Linked DNA regions of Mus musculus: regions 1 and 2 are each linked to region 3. A link is a contact called in public promoter capture Hi-C and targeted proximity ligation data. All regions are on one chromosome and are shown on one strand. The core of a region is the stretch at or near the end of the contact, and the rest is flanking DNA. Distances in the headings are between cores, read along the strand shown.

Region 1 (3,470 bases), core at 502-3,001, 1.7 Mb after region 3:
GGGGGCGCTGTGAGAGAAAAGGGAAATTGGTGTGGGATAGGGGAGGCCCCTAAGAAGGTATAGAGGTGACCCTAGCTGAGACTCTTAGCAGTGGGGGATATGGAGCCTGCGGTGGCTACCTCCTGCATAGCCAGGCAGGCCTTTTTTTTTTTAATATTTTTTATTATTGCATATTTTCCTCAATTACATTTAGAATGCTATCCCAAAAGTCCCCCATACCCTCCCCCACCCCACATCCTTACCCACCCATTCCCATTTTTTAGCCCTGGCATTCCCCTGTACTGGGGCATATAAAGTTTGCGTGTCCAATGGGCCTCTCTTTCCAGTGATGGCCGACTAGGCCATCTTTTGATACATGAAGGGAGGGGGACACCAATCCATCCACAAAACCTTCAACACAAAACTTGACCTGCCAGGGATAAAGACAGAGCAGAGACTGAGGGAATGGCCGGCCAATGCTAGCCAAACGTGAGACTCGCTCCATGAGAGAGAGTTAACCCCTGACTATGAATGATACTCTGCTTTGCTTGCAGACAGGAGCCTAGCATAACTGTCCTCTGAGAGGCCTCATCCAGCAGCGGGTAGAATATGTTGCTCTCTGCCACTTAATTCCTATCTAAACATTGTCACTGTTCATAACAAAACTAATTATTCCTAACACAATATTAGGTAAGAAGACATAAAGAGGAGAAAGAATTCACATTTCAATCTGATAAAAGAATTATAGATACAAATAAAATCATTATATTTAGGACTCAAAAGCCATTACAAGGCTTTTGGTTGACATTTTCACATATCTACTGAAATGGAGTAACTGGTACCATACAAAAGACCATGGCTTTTCAACCAGACTCCCATCCCTAAATGGATGAAGCACCTTGGAGAAGTTCAGGTACTCTCTCGGCAGCTGATGTCAGGGCAGAGAAGGTCAGTCAATACCTTCCTGGGTAGCAAATACCAGGAGATCCCACCATGCTCCAAGGCTATGTTTCAGCTGCCTTCTGCCTTGCCAGATAGCTGGAAACCACACACTGCCTAGTGCCCCATGGGACTTACATGTCAGCTCTCAGAGCTGGGCTCACACCCACCAATACCCCAGACCTCTAGGCCCTTGCACTGTCCTGTTAAGTAGGAACTACACGTCTCTCTCAGTTTACCTTTCTGCTATTTCACTAGATCCAGCCAGAGCAGCTCCTTCCCCACAGACCCATGCCCGGCCTGCTTCTTCCCTCACCTATGCCAGGGCACTCTGGCTGATGTTCATGTCAGAATCAGCACAACCCTGGCGCTCTGGTTAGCCTCACTCTGGTTAGCCTCACAGGCAGCTGCAGGATTGTGGGCTCTAGGACATGGGACAGTGCAGATGCCATGAACTGTGTCATTTTACCTTTAGAGAGACAGTGCATCCCTTGTTGCCTTTATCCAGGAAAGCAGGCCACTGGCCACATCATGCAACGGCTAGAGCACGCAGGCCCGCCCCTCTCACCCACTGAGCACCACTGCTCAGTCACTGTTGCTTCGTTCTGAAGCTCATCCATTCCTTCCTTCCTACTGGAGCTCTCCCGCGGGCCTGCAAACATGTCCCTGTCTCTTTTATCTGAAAATAAAAACCTCTCTGATCCCCACCCTCCTGCTCCATTTTTCTACTTCTCTTTGAAGCAAGAAAGAAAATATGAGCACCAGGGTGAGCAGCCACACAGCACTGCTGGCATAAAGACCAAAGCCAGCCAGGTACAGGAAGTCACAGGAAGGAGACCCTCCCTGGACTCACAGGAAAGATCTCACCACAAACTACCAAGGGACTTAAGTGCCTCAGAGATCAGTTCCTACCAAATATGTGAAACAGAAATCTAACCTAGCAGAACACTGCTTTGTCAATAAAACATTCTCCTGAGTACTATCAGCCGATACTTCATCTTTTCCAAGCAAGGTTTAATTCTTAGAGAACGAGAAATGTTTTCCAGGCAAGGTGTTGCCTTTTAATAACGCTTTTCTTTCTGCATAGAAAGAATGCTTTCTATGTTTTCTCAACGTGATTCTTGCTGATCATGCACATATCAACATGGTTTAGGCAGAAACTGGCTATAATCCCCAGCCCACAAGAGAGAAAACAGGCTAGAGTAGCAGTAGGACCGGAAGCCCGATGCCTTATGTATTGGTTACTCCTATGGTGTGTTAAAACACCCAACAAAAGCAATTTAGTGAAGAACGACTTTATTTGTCCTCAGCTGGTCACACTGCCAGTCAGCAAGCAGAGACAACTGTTTAGTTCACTTTCTCCTTTTTCTTCAGTCTGGACCCTAGCACATGGAACGGGGTCTCCCATTGTTAGAATGGGTCTTCCCACTCAGATTAGCAGACTCTGGATTATCCTTCAGAGATATGATATAGGTGACCCTAGGTCCTTTACAATGGACAGTATTAACCATTATACCTTGATAACTGGTTTTGACATGGATATGTGAGGCTAGAAACCACGAGCTGAGCTCTACCAAGTTACAGCTAAAATACTCAGGACATCTACAGGACTAAAGCCAGCCATGTCTGACACATACTTAAACATATAATGACTGACTAACAGGCTATTGACAAGCCCTGACCCAATCTGTGGATACAAGGATGACTCTAGTCCCAGGCCTGCAGAGAGGTGAACCCTCAATCCACCATGACACAGACAACACAGAGCCACTGTTTCTTACAGTTTGCCATGGTGTAACTTCCCAGCCAGCCTCTACTAGTCTAATGTTCCAACATCATTTCCCAGACGTTCTCAGAAGTCTGAGAACCTTGTGACATTTAGCAGTGAAGAATGTCTGGGGACCACAGAGTTATAAGACCTCTCTCAGTTCAAAGGCACAGTAAACATCATGTGGAGATTAAACAAATATGATGACTCTTTGGAAGACAGCTCCAGAGAGGGCCTGGGTACCCCAGGGTGACACCCAACTCGGCCATCTGCTATGAATTAGCATGAGCTTCCCCTATACCCACTGCGTGGTCAGCTGTTGGGCGGTAGACTATGCCTGCAGTTCCGAGTGAGGACAAACACAAGCCCTGAGACCCAGAGCCATGCCCAGAAACGTGGGTTCGATCAAGCATGAAACAGGGCTCAATGAAAAACCCTGGACCAGAAAAGGCCACTGGGACAGAAATTTCTCAGCAGGGAATGAGACCAAGAGACAGGTCCTAGAAAACATCACATGGGATGGTAACTCCCAGAAATTGGGGTGTTAAAAGAGCAGAGACTTGGAGCCCCAGGGTGTGGGGAGGTCTGGGGGGGTGGGGGGGATGAAGACATCCTCTTGGAGACGGAAGTGAGGAGGATGGGGTGGGGGGTGGGGGGGAATATAGAACAGTCGGAGGGCGGACCCGGAGGGAGATAAAGTCTGAACTGTAAAAAAGCTTAAAGAATAAAAAGTGAAAAATAAAAGAGCAGAGCAGAACAGGAATTAGTATGGCTGAAAGCTCCA
Region 2 (3,729 bases), core at 277-2,776, 1.6 Mb after region 3:
AGAATCAGACAGTGACTGGTGTAAAGCCAACATAACCTCTACATGGACATGACAAAAGACCAGGGGTCCAGGGGCAGTCATAGGTCAAAAATCCAGAAGTTGCTAAAGGACAGGTCAGCAGAGCTCCACTCAGGTGGAGTGGCCTGAGCCATGCCCTATGCCTATGGGCAGAATCTGGCACAGTTCTGTGATGAGCAGAAGAGAAGGGCATTAGAGAAGACTAGGCAGGTAGAGCGGGAAGGCAGGAGGGCTGCAGCAACTGAATCCCAGGGGAAAGAACCATGCAGGGCCACAGCACTATGTAGCAGCGAGCTCTCGGATCAAAATATTTCATCCATCAGAGAAGCTCCCTAAGACAGAAAGAAACATCTCAAACTGCTTCAGGAAGTCCCTACAATTATCCAGATTCAAGAGCCCACACCCACCCTTCCAGCCTGCTGAGAGTCACTCTCAGACAAGCCAAGACAAGGGTTCACCCAGAAGAGTCTTAGTCAAGCCCACATGCTGCAGCAGAAACCAGCCAGCTGCCTGGAAGAGGTCTAGACCACCTGAGCCACCTGGAAAGGACTCTCCAACCCGCTGAGCGGCCTGCAGGCTGTACAGTGTGCTCCAGGTTTTCTACTTTTATGAGGTGGGCTTTGGTGGTGCAGCTCTGGCTTTGAGTCATTTCTGCTCCTATAAGTAACCGGAATAAAACTTACTGGTTCACCAAGTTGGACTTTGTTGGTATCCAAACTTTGGTCTCCCTATCTAGGGTGAGTTGGTGTGTGTGTGTTGTGTCTGTATAGGAAAAAGTCTGACATACAACACACATCCTTACTACATGGTGCCCAAGGCTGAGCTCAGTCGGATGCCTACTGGTGTCTCTTCCCGGAGGAACTCTAGGCAGTCCAAGCATGACAAACAGGGCTCTGGCAGGCTTTGCCCTTCTCCCTCATTCTCTTTGCCTTGCTAAAAACTATTAGATTGGATTCCCAAAGCCTGTTCCCTTCTTTGGCCCCTTCTTCCTCCTGAGGCTAACTACCAAGGTCCAGCTCTCAGAGTACTGAAGTAATCAAAAGCCCCTTTGGCTCACCTAATTAGCATGCCCAGTTAAAATTAAACACCTCATCCTAACTCAGGGGCTCCCTTTTACGTTTATAAACTGCCGTTTGCCTATGGGCCACATCAGTATCCTCTATCCAGAGGCAGTCCTTTGTCCTCTAAGACAAATACTCCTTCCTTCTCTCCCCTGGTCTTGTCCCCTTCTCCCTCTTCTTCCATCTCCTGCCTTTGTCTCTTATTCTCTGTCCTTTGTTCCTCTGGGCAAACAGATCTCCTTTGTGCTGAGGACAGTCTTGGGGTGTCCTAGTCTGCTATCTTTTCCTAATGTTCCCTGAGTTGTTAGGAGGGGGAAAAAAAAAGCAACGAAAAGGCAGCAAAAAGAAACAGAGCCATCACTCACTTTCCCAAGGAGAAATGTGTGCTGGTCAGAAGGCCACCTGCAGACTCTCAAATGCAACTCAGAACTATCCTCATCAAGTGTCCAGCAACTGTCACAAGCAACTGTGTCATAAGGCACAGAGCTGAAGGAAGTACAGTCGAAAACTCCAGGAGAACACAGTGTGTCTTCAAGAAGACCTGGAAACTACTGTGTGTTCTTCCATAGGAATGTTTAACAAGAGCAGTGGGGAGTTTCACAGTTCTCTTTTCAGGGAATGACCCCAGTAATAGGAAACTTTGGGGGCTCAGAAGCCACTTTCACAAGCTTCACATATTGATTTCTGCAGGCTGAAAAATGTTTTTCAAAAACACCAGCTGTTCCTCATCACAACAGGGGAAAAAACTCTTTTCCCAGTTCCTCTTACTATTGAAATGCAGAATAAAATAAATAAATGTTGGATACATATTCTAAATGTTATTTTAACTTGCCAGGGTTCAGAGGAGAGAGAGAAAACACTTATTTTGCTTTCATCTAATTGTTTTAACAAGCTCTGGAGTCAAGGTCAATTTCTGAAATGTCACTGAAGTGCTCTTTACAGTGCATGTGCTGGAAGAATTATGTGACTATTTTCCGATTGTAATGTTGTGCTTGGTAGCCTAGGGAGCACCGTGCAGTATGTTGAGCTCAGCCCGAGGCAGCTGGGCATAAGGGCACTTCTACAGACTTGAGAGGCGTCCACCCAGACCAGAGGTGGGGAAAACAACGAGGCTCTACCTTCCCGTTAGGTATCTGTGAAATTGAAGACCTTTTAGGCCACGGGGATCAGTGACGGATGAGGATGTTTTCCACGGGGCTTATTACTATGTATACTGATAATCCTGTGAGGAGGACGGTGCCTGCCTGCCTTGCTACAGTCACTGCCTAATTATCACAGAATGTACTGCCAACAGTACGAAGCTTGCAGAGGAACTTTGATTTCTTACTAAGGTACAGGAAACCCTCCCTGCCAGAGGCCTGGGGAAAGAGTGTGCTCTGTCCCCCTAAGGCAGAGATAACAGGGATTTCTAAGGCAGGAATGTGGTAGCTCAGGACACAGCCTGAAAGAGCAGATCTTGCTCCTTACCTCCCCCCAACGGGGACACTGGATAAACACCTTGGCTAGACTTAAATTCCTCAGGGACTAAATTAGAAAAGGAGCTTAAATGCCCAGTTCTTTTTTAACCAATCTTACAGAAACACATACTGTGTTGTTCAGTTTACACAGCATTCTCAGAATGACAAAATCACAGATTTGGAGACTAGATCAGTGGGCAAGTGTTGGGAGACCAATGTGGGTAAAAGAGCAGCAACAGGTGAGCTTTGAGGGAACAGGGCAACTCTGCCACCTGCTGGCAATATGGCTGACAAATCTATACAGGCAACAAGTGACTGAACCACAGGGCACACTGGGAATCTTGATACTCCTTGGCTCTGTGTGAGGGGTGGGGACATGGGGCCGTTTTGCACTGTCTTTGCAACTCCAAAGCACAATGTTTAATTTTAAGGGGTTTTTAGACTTTGAATTGCAAGACCCTATCTTCTCTGTAGACCTTATATTTTTAAATAATTCATTAACTAAATAATATTTATTAAGAATTTCTTTACATTAATGTATTGGTTTTGTGTGTGTGTGTGTGTGTGTCCTTACTTCTCAAGTTATGGAGAAATACAATTTCCAAATTATAACTTTAAAATATGTAGACTGAATGAAAGCACACCAGAAACAAAAATATACAGAAGTATATTTTCATCATTGGAGGACATGATGACAGTTGTCTACGCTAGTATAAAAAAGAGTAGAAAAGAAATGCAAAAGACATTAGAGAGTAAATGATAAACTGTGGGAAATAATTTAAGTACATAGGACAGTCCAGATGCAGAGTGAGTTAATCATATGAATGAGGACTACCCCAGCCATCTACGAACACAAATAGCCAATAACCTAGCCATGTACATAGAGAATCCATTCCTCATGAGTGGCCACAGATTGAAAGTTTTAAAGCCTGCTTTGCATGAGAACAGCAGGATAACTACTGACTCAGTGGAGGCCAAGAGGACAAAGGCAAGGTGGACACAGTCTCAGCTGGAAGGGAGCAGGGAGACCTGAGGTGGCAGGTCATTCTGACAACAGCCACATGTGCTGAAATGTAAAGCGGTCCTTCTTCACCCCCAAACCATGTGATGAGGCCTGTACCGAAGTCAAAATAACATGCAAAGACTAATGATAAAACTGCATGTTAAATACTACATTAAAACAGTACTAGCCT
Region 3 (3,592 bases), core at 506-3,005:
GTCGACATCAGTGGAGAGTCTCGGTACATCTTGAGAAGGCCGCTTGTTCAAACTTCACAGATTTTTTTTTTTCTGCAAAAGACGTTAAAAAAAAAAGATGGACTATATATTAAAAATAGACAAATGATGCCAAACAGATGGCGTCTACTAATTGCACTAGTCAGATTTGTTTGCTGAAATAGTACAGAGATGTAGGATTGGAGAAGCAGACCAGATTGTGGGACTTCAGTGTGGGGCTGCCTACTTTAAATTCTATTTTTCATTGTCTCATTCCTTAAGTCTGAATATTCTGTAAATAACAACACCATTGTGAGAGAAAAGCAATACTTACAAAGGTTTATTTGTCATCCAGATTAAATAGGTTTTTGTTACTTAATTAAGAAATCTGAAAAAGAGGCTGGTTCTAGTGTCCTTGAAACAAATGTGTATTTAAAGCAGCCAGCAGAACTAGTTTCATTATTGAGTTGCAGTAAGTGCTTGGAGATTGTTGCCATTGACAAGTGGCCATGGAGAAGGTCAAGGCTTTTGTGGTGGCTATCAGTCTGAACATTCCTAAACAGCATAAGCTATACTGAGCTACAAATAGACCACCACAACCCAGATTACAAAGTCACATTCCTGAAAGCTTAGAATTTACTTTTCAATTTCAAAGTAAGCATGCTTCAAAGTGTGCAATTTGTGCAAATATTGATCAGTTACCTCTTATCACATAGTTCTATCTCCATGTAGCTACTGAATTACATAAATTATATAAGTGTATACATATACATATGTTTGTATGTATATAAGTATATATGTATAATACGACCCTAGTAGTTTTATAAGGTGACATGAGAGCCTTTTATGATCTAGTAGTTCTGTCCCTGTTTTTGATAAACATGTCAACTAATAATTGATTGCTATAACATAATACATTAAATCAGTCACATCAACTCTAAGGCTCAAACTAGATTATTTAATAATGTATAGTGAACCTTTCAAGGAATCATATACTCCAGCTTATAAGATTGTCTTAAATAATACAGAACTTTCTAGCATTCTTTGGAAGATTTCTAAATAAAGACACACATTTTTAAAAAAGAAAATCACTGGTTTGAAAAAGATAATATCCATACAAGTGAACATACTAGCATGTTCCTTGTGATTTCAGCATTGAGTAATACAATAAGACTTTGTCCAGTCCAAATGACTATATGTTAGTTTTCCTCAGGCAGTAAGCTTAGTTTTAAGGCAAGGCATTGTGCAGCAGAAAGCAAGGTCTCGCTGTTTGATCTTACAAAAGCGAGGAGCCATGTACAGTGAGCATAATGCCCGCTAGTCAAGAATTAGTAACTGTGAAAACAACTTGCATTCACAGCTCAAGAACTTTTCAAGAAACAGACTCTGTCTACCAGCTCATCAAAGCAATGCATCTGTTCTGAAATATAACTTGCTCATACATATTCCTCCACAGGGAGTCCCCGGGCTCTTCTTCCGACTGATAAATGACAGGAGGGTTACTGAAATACGAAGCTTCCCAGTGGTTGGTAGTGCAGAAAGCTGGACCGAGCCGTTCTTCAACTGAAAAATCCCATCAGAATGTCAACAGGTGCAGAAGTGACTTCCCACAGAGCACCCCGTCTTCCCTTCTGGTTGGAGATGACCATGTCTCTGCCACTTTCACAGGGCAATTTGGTGGTCAGGGGCCTCTGGATCTTTCAGCTGCTTCCAAGAATAGAATAGCTTGTCATTCTTGGGAGTTAGTCTCACGGGCCTTGTTTACTTTCAATATCAGCCTTTCCGAACTAGAGGCAGGGCAGCAGAATGAGGTCATACTTCCTGTCACGATCGCATCAGTGGTGTTCACAGAGTAAATACAGCAGATCTTCTTGACCATCAGAAGGGAACAGGCAACCCAGAGTCAGGTCAACTCCATACATTGTGATCATTGAGGGATGCTTCTCAGAGCTTCTGTGTCACCTCAAACTATATTAACATGAGAAAATTTAAGCCATGTTTCCTGTTTGACATTTTCTGGCTATATTCAGTTATGAGTAGCATACAGTTATTATGCTCTTGGTCCAATTAACCTAAATATATCAAAGATAGCATCAACGCTATCAAGTTCAGGATGCTATAAAAGCTATATATTATCTATAATAATGTGATTTTTATGAGGCTATCCTCTGATACATATGCAACTAGAGACACAGTTCTGGGGGGAGGGCGGGGTTACTGGTTAGTTCATATTGCTGATCCTCCTGTAGGGTTACTGACCCCTTTAGCTCATTGGGTATTTTCTCTAGCTCCTTCTTTAGGGGCCCTCTGTTCCATCCAATAGATGACTGTGAGCATCCACTTCTTCATTTTCCAGGCACTGGCATAGACAGGCTAAGATTAAAATGGTCTTTCACGATAGCTTTGGGACCTCAGACTTGTGGCTTAGCATCTTTGAGCTGCAATTTTCTCAAATTTAAATGTAATAATCTATAGCCCCAAGGTTGGCCTGCAGAATCAAATGAGAAGAAAGAAGAAAGAAATAGCTGGGTACCTGAGGGAATGTGCAAGATGTATTCCTTATTGGATTTTGTGAATTGACTTCTCTTTGGAGAGCTTGATCAGGATGGTGGAGAGTTTGTGTTATTAATTCTTGGGGATTGCTACCGAGATTATTTTTGATGTTAGGAGATATCAGTATTATTTCCTACGCAGAATCCCACATTCTTTCCACCTCCATTGTCTCTCCCTGGGACTCCACTTACTACCTCATTCTGACTGTATTTTATGCTAACATTCCAACTGTCTACTTGGCCTCTATCCAACACATTATGCACATACATATCTCACTATGTAAATTTGATTATGTCATTCCTTAAATTAAAACCTTCATCTTTGCTCCTCTCTCATAATAAGTTCAAAATCACCCCTGCAGCCTATGAGGCAAGTTTTAGCCTCATACTGCACACATTCTATCTTCTAAAGTTTGACCATGTTGATCTTCAGCCTTTCATCTTGTTCAGGTTTGCTTTCACCTTGGAGTCTTTAAACATACTACCGTTGTTTCTACATCTTGTTCCTAAGCAACTCCTTCTACATGACCTCTCCTAGATCAAGTTATGAAGGCCACAGCTCTCTACAATTTTTATTTGGAGTGTGCGTCATAGCTACAGTTAAGGAACCAAGAGACTTTCTATGTTCCATCTCCTGCTTTACTTCAGAGCCTAAGGTCTATCTATTCTTTTCTTGTTATATATCATGGTGTAGTATGAGGTTTAGTACATACTAGGAAATTAAAAATGTATGAGTTGCATGACTACCAGCTACCTCAGTCTGGGCTTTTTGCCACACACACTACAGAATTATATCAGGGCCTGACATTGTTCTTCTGGTCAGAGTCTGGGAAAGCTAATAATCTGGAAAGAGTGGCAGGGATGTCATTCTAATACAGAAATTACTCCACAGTAAAATAAGTATCCAAAACTTAGTTGTTTATAGTGATATGCTTTTATTTCCTCAGGTGGTGACTTTGTAATTGGTCACCATGGCTAAGCTGAGCTTTTTTCCAGAACTCTTTCCACTTCATTTTCTACCCAGCAACCTGTGCAGAATGTGA

The links. Promoter capture Hi-C pulls out the DNA fragments that hold promoters and counts their contacts.
Region 1: a contact with region 3 is called in a targeted proximity ligation map of large pre-B cells, with 4 times the contacts expected there. A contact is called at or near these places in 9 of 39 promoter capture datasets (3T3-L1-derived adipocytes, the C10 cell line, the HPC-7 cell line and 5 more), 1 of 130 datasets of targeted methods (large pre-B cells) and 1 of 9 other capture datasets (embryonic stem cells).
Region 2: a contact with region 3 is called in a promoter capture Hi-C map of 3T3-L1-derived adipocytes, with 4 times the contacts expected there. A contact is called at or near these places in 12 of 39 promoter capture datasets (the 3T3-L1 cell line, 3T3-L1-derived adipocytes, the HPC-7 cell line and 8 more), 1 of 130 datasets of targeted methods (thymic regulatory T cells) and 1 of 9 other capture datasets (adipose tissue).

What each region holds. Positions count from the first base shown.
Region 1 is chr15:68,226,665-68,230,134 of GRCm38.p6, forward strand. The region is part of intron 1 of Zfat (zinc finger and AT hook domain containing); the gene reads right to left. Among named protein-coding and RNA genes, the nearest start is that of Zfat, 30 kb to the right of the region's middle.
Region 2 is chr15:68,202,490-68,206,218 of GRCm38.p6, forward strand. All of the region lies in intron 3 of Zfat (zinc finger and AT hook domain containing), which reads right to left. Among named protein-coding and RNA genes, the nearest start is that of Zfat, 55 kb to the right of the region's middle.
Region 3 is chr15:66,559,291-66,562,882 of GRCm38.p6, forward strand. Tmem71 (transmembrane protein 71) reads right to left here and starts at 1,756. Exons shown (of 10, transcript NM_172514.3): 1 at 1,440-1,756; 2 at 1-72. The coding sequence starts at 29.